2 separate regions of the Mus musculus genome follow, and region 1 is linked to region 2. The links are chromatin contacts, called in public HiChIP or PLAC-seq maps. All regions are on one chromosome and are shown on one strand. Each heading gives the region's core, a stretch centred on a gene start, on an enhancer-like site or on the middle of the called end of the contact. The rest is flanking DNA. Distances are from core to core; before and after follow the strand shown. Region 1 has its middle 86 kb from the start of Gata3. Region 2 has its middle 110 kb from the start of Gm13218.

Evidence for each region. HiChIP or PLAC-seq counts read pairs in DNA pulled down with a chosen protein or histone mark.
Region 1: an H3K27ac HiChIP or PLAC-seq map of the NIH/3T3 cell line shows a contact between it and region 2, with 2.2 times the contacts expected there. The contact joins two enhancer-like sites. A contact is called at or near these places in 2 of 115 datasets of contacts at active chromatin or transcription factors (the NIH/3T3 cell line and regulatory T cells).

What each region holds. Positions count from the first base shown.
Region 1 is chr2:9,791,173-9,794,068 of GRCm38.p6, forward strand. No RefSeq gene overlaps it. Among named protein-coding and RNA genes, the nearest start is that of Gata3, 86 kb to the right of the region's middle. Within about 2 kb of position 1,404, at least 41 of the 459 cell types and tissues checked have an H3K27ac peak or open chromatin away from gene starts, as enhancers often do. A contact at or near this core is called in the NIH/3T3 cell line, where this site is marked.
Region 2 is chr2:9,480,542-9,483,358 of GRCm38.p6, forward strand. No RefSeq gene overlaps it. Among named protein-coding and RNA genes, the nearest start is that of Gm13218, 110 kb to the right of the region's middle. Within about 2 kb of position 1,355, at least 55 of the 459 cell types and tissues checked have an H3K27ac peak or open chromatin away from gene starts, as enhancers often do. A contact at or near this core is called in the NIH/3T3 cell line, where this site is marked.

The sequences.
Region 1 (2,896 bases), core at 154-2,653, 310 kb after region 2:
AGTATTCCAGAGGTGGTCCTGGCCTCATCCCGACAGCATCAGAGGAGACTACTGCTTAGAAATGTCCTGGGCCTCGATAGCAGGTTCTGAGTGATATGAAACAAAGATGAGAGGTGCCTCAAGGAGAAGCTATTCATCCTAAAAAACACATGCCTCCCCTCCTGTCCTGTCCTTAGTCACTAGCTCCCAGAAGCAGCTATCAGCTTTTCCCTCAAGGTCGCACATGGACATGATCACTCAAGTGGAATTTCCTCCTCCTCCTCCCTTAGGAAGGAAACACTAGGCTGCCATGGTAGAAGTATAAGTTTGTTATAAAGCCACAAGCTGTTGCATTCCTAGCCTTCTTCTCCCATGTCCTATCCTACATCCCCTTGGAAGTATCTGAGGAGGGGGACATACTAGCTTGATCTCTCTCTCTCTCTCTCTCTCTCTCTCTCTCTCTTACACACACACACCCCCTTGGCTTTGTACTTCTCTACCAATTTCTCTATTATAGAGCATCCTGGAGGGCATTGGTGGCCTCTCCCTTTGCAGATGAGCTTCCCTAGCCTCCTGCCCTCTCAGGATCCACCCAAGCCTCCCACACCTCCCTGACAACACTGACCTGCTACCCACTCATGCCTGAGTCCAAAGGGACTATTTGGCCATGCTTTTCCTCCAGTTTTCTCCATGTAAACTCTTTCCCTTCCCAAACTACTCTCTTCTCCCTCAAGCTTCATTGTTAAACTTCTACCTGGCTTGGGGCTCCATTGTCTCCTTTGGATGCAAGCGGGGAAACCCCAAGCTGTACCCGCCCCTACAGCCATCACTGATTCTCTGTACTAAAGGAACTGGGTCCACCACACCCAGTGTTTCCCAGGGATGTTTTGAAGTGAGAAATCACCAACCCAAAAAGTCCCCAGTCTTCAAAGCGCACACTATTCCTGGGTTTTCTCTTTAGGATATGATAAGACTCTCCAACAGCTAATGAGTCACCAAATAATTATTTGGCTATTTCATCATATGCATGGTATCAAGCTAGTCAGAACTAAGTCAGCATGGAATTCAACTCCAGGTCTCAGTGGGTTAAGATCAATAAAGCAAGCTGGTTACTACCAGAAATCTCCTACTTGACTTGAAAACTTTTCTTAGTCTATCCTTGTCTGTTACCTGATGAGGTCTGCAAAGACTCCTCATGGTGGCTAGCCCCAAGAGGAGAGGAGAGCCCATGGCCCTTGGACTGTCTAACATCAGGACCTAACAAGCACTGGGTGAGGTTCCTGGCATTGTGTGTTTATAAACTGTGACTCTGGGTGCAAATGCCTCTTTCTCTTCTTTCCAAAGAAATCACTTGTGTCTACCCACATCAGGATCTGCTAGAGTCCTTGCTTAAAATGCAAGCTCTCCAGCCCCACCCCAGAGCTACTGACTCAGAACAACACCATGGGTGGGGCCTGGGACTATACATCTTTTAACCCATTTTCCACATGATTCTCACACGCATCCAAGTTTCCAAACCACAAGTTCAATTCTGTTTTGACTGCCACAGGACTTTTCTGGATAAGAAGACTAGGGTGACTTTTGACTGTAGGAGGACTATGGGTAGAAATGGTTCTATGTCTTTTAACATGGACTGAGATGCCTATGAAATATGGAGAAGTTCAAGTTCCTCACCTTGAATGGCATTTACAGATCTCCTACATACATCCTCCTCGAGTACTTTATCATCTCTAGAAGACTGACAGTACCTAATACACTGAGATGCTATGTAAATACAGTATACTCTTTAAGAATTACTAGGGGAAAATGTCTGTGAGTATTTGTGCAAATGCCTCTCTTCCTTTCTGTCTCTCTCCCTTTCTCTCTCTTTCTCTCCCTTTCTCTCTCTTTCTCTTTCTTTCTCTCTCTCTCTCTCTCTCTCTCTCTCTCTCTCTCTCTCTCTCTCTCCCTCCCTCCCTCCTTCCCTCCCTCTCTCTCTCTCTTTCTTTCTTTCTCTCAGAATTTTAGATCCACAGTCAAGTGAACCCTTAGATACAGAATCCATGGATGTGATGCGACCAATTTTAATTCATCTTTCTATAATGATGGACTCCTTGTATTAGTGTGAGATAGCTGCGTGCTGGGCTTCACACATACTCTTGAGATCCCTCTGATGTCCATCCAGCCTTTTTAAGGCTCTGGGGGAATGGACAACAAACAAATCTCACTGTGTCTTCTTATTGCTCACTGGAGGCCCAGCAGGAGGTTGATGGAGCACCCTGCCTTGATCAAGTCAGACAAGCTTCCCGGGTACATGATGAGCTAGACACACTGGACCATGCAGTGCTAGGCTACCAGCTCAGTCTGAATGTAAGAAAGTCCATTCAGCGTTAACAAGCTACTTGGTTAGCTTGCTTTCAGGAGCACACAGTTCCTTGGAATCAATTTTCCTAACACAGAGTGGTAACCGGATCAGCTCAACCAAATCAATCCAAATGGTGCTGCACTCTGATCTAGGATATGGACTCATTAGCCATCTGTATATAGAAATACATGGAAGTCAAATGCAATGGTCACCACTGCTCACAGCCTAATGTCCTCCGACAAATACCTACCTACACAGCAGTAGAACATGTCTGTAAATATGTGAAGGAAAGAAAACATGATATAAGAAGTACAGGATACACTTGAAAAGGAAACCAGAATTACAATTGAGCTCTGTGCAGGGAGTAAAAGACATTAAACATGAAAAGAGACAGAGTTACACTCAGGAGCAAGCAGGTGTGCTATACACACCTGCAATTCCAGCAATAGTTAACACAGGGAATTCCAGCACTTGGGAGGTAGAAACAGAAGGATTAGGAGTTCAAGTCCACTCTCAGTTACCTGGAAAGTCTAGCCTGGTCTACACCTGTCTCCAAAGCAAAGCAAAACTCAA
Region 2 (2,817 bases), core at 105-2,604:
TAGAAATTTAGACATACTACCTGCACTTAAAGATAATGACCTCTGTAAGATGTGAAGGTAGAGTAAAAATTATTTGTGTATATAGAAAACAAAGTTATATTCTTCAGAAATTAATTCCTTACGATAAAGTTAAGTGTAGGATTTTTAGAGGGAGAAATATTCAGGACTTCCAAGCTAGAAGTTTATAGATTTGATTACATAACCTAGACACTGTTTTTTGATAGGATATTCTCTTAACAGTTCAAGTGAGTGTTAATAGCTGCAAATGATTGACTGGGAGCAAAAGATCTTAGAATATAAGAATACTCAGAGAAGATACTGTGGTCCTGACAAAATTTATAGATTTCATTACTTAGTCAAACCTAAGTGAAACACAATACTAGAATGTAAAGGAACTTGACCAAAAAATAATGCTGCCAAGAGCTGATTCACTAGACTGGGATATCTATTTACTAGTTTTAATTACATGCATATGTGAGTATTTATGGAGGAAACACATAGGCTTTAGTGCAGAAGGCATCTATTCCCTGGAGCTACAGTTATAAACATTTGTAGCCATTTGACACCCAGTTCCATACTTGGAACTGAATATGGTCTTCTGGAAGATTGATTCACATTCTTCATTGCTGAACTATCCCCTCCAATGCCACCGTGGATGGCAGACTTTTAGGTGAGGGGAGTGAGATAGGACATTGTTTGTTGGTAGGGTATTCTCTTAACAGCTCAAGTGGGTGTCATATGGACAGGGAGCAGAATAAGATGCTAAAATATAAGAATATTCAGTGAAGATACTGTGGTCCTGATAATTGTCAGTAGAAAGAATAATTAATAATAACAAAGCCAATAATGATAATTACAATGATAAATTCTTGAAAAGTGGGAGTCTAACAATGAAACATCCTAAAAGTTAGTTGTTGACAATGACTATTAACATTCTATACTAGGAAATTGAATAAAGCAATCCATTTAACAAGATAGACCCTTATCCTTACCTTCTAAAACCTGGCATTAAAAGTCTACTATCCAACAGAGAATACACTTAGGGAGCTGGAGCAGGAGGACTGATCTGGAGGCCAGCTAGGGCTCCATAACTAGGGGGAGGAAGACAGGGAGGAGGGAGAGGAGGAGGATGGATGGATCGATGGATGGATGGATGGATGAATAGCAGTCCTTCTGGATATAGAAAATAAAGTCCTTCAAAAGCAATCCTAGGCTTTCAGCACTAGAAGAACATGTTTCCTTTCTTACAAAAAAGGCTTACACTATTTATTTGTATCTTAGTCCAGGGAAATGAGTAATAGGGACTTGCCAGTGAAATTCTTTCCTGACTACTCAACAGATCATATTTCCCACTTGGGAAAAAAAAAAAAAACCTGAAGCCTGAAGGAGCCATAGGGTCAGGAGACGGAGGATCTGCATTGTCTAACAAACTGCTGCGACTTAGTGTTGATAGTTGTCAAATTCCTCATCTGAAAATGTCTCCAATGGGCTCAAAGATGTGTACAGTCATGTGTGACTTTAGGAATGGGTCCTCTCTTGGCATTCCATCAGGATTCCTTCCCAGATTCCTTCCCACATTGGGCTTCCTCCAACACACATTTGGGTTAAGACCACAAAACGTCTGAAAAGCTCTCCCTGAGAATGAAACTGTCATTTTTCCCATGGCTACTGTTTCGTAGCTCAGGATCCCTTCCCCACTCATTGTCTATAACAACCGTGAGTGACTTCTCTCAGACCCTGTGACCATGAAGGATTGGTGGCTTGGGAGCATGGATTGTATGCGCATGCTTTATAACCCAGAAGCAGTGCTGGTCCTCCACCCTGTGGCAGACCAAGCAGAATAGAAACCAAGGATCTGGTTTGAGACTAAGAGTCACAAGAAGGCTGGGAAATTACCAGTTTCTGAAGAGGTGATTCCCATAAGCATAAAATGATAACCATGTCCCTGACTTCTCTTCTCTATATAACTCCAAATATAGAATGAAGAGTCATCAGAAGTTGTTGGTAAAAGGAGTTGGGATCTAGTCATAGTCAGCATAGGAAGACAAGGAGGGTCTTTTTAAGAGGTGACAAACAAAGGCCTGGGTGGAGTGACAAGGCATTGGGAAAAAGGTGGCTCTAAAGGAAAAGGTAGCAATAAGCTTTGCCACACTTACTTACCCCAGTAAGCACATAGCCACTAGCTCAGCACATTTCCTGAAAGTCTTGCATTCATCAAAATGCAATTATTCAAACCTAGAACTTTTTTCTTGCCTTTAAAATCCACTGAGAGTAGTAGAGGCCCCTCTACAAGTTATTTAGTCCCATTAGAGACTTGTGAAATTGGGAGGAAATGTCATTCATGGGCATGTGACAAAGTACGAACAAAATTCTCTCTGATGCTGGGCCCCTGGGTTTCACTTCTAAAGTCACCTAGCCTTGGGGTTTAGGACAAAATTTCTGCAAGCAAGAACATCATGACTTCATAAATGTGAAGACCTAAGGAAAATCTATGGATTCCTCACATGCAGGTGGCAATGCCACAGAGTGTGAGCACATTTTTCTCTCTGCTTCTTAATTTCCCCTACTCTGAGAGCAGTGGCTTCATTCATTCACTATGTCATGTTCCTGGGCAGGCCTGGCTCACATACATATGTACATTTGAAATGCCATGAGATTTCAAAGCCCAGAGACCAAGAATTTGATCTTTTCCAAGCTTACCTGTGTTTCTCTAAGTAGATAGTTCCTCCTTCATAGTAATGCATTTGGGAACATTAGGACCATACTATGTCAGGCAGGTGTCTAAAAGGAACCTGGGGAAGGCAGAGGATTAACCAC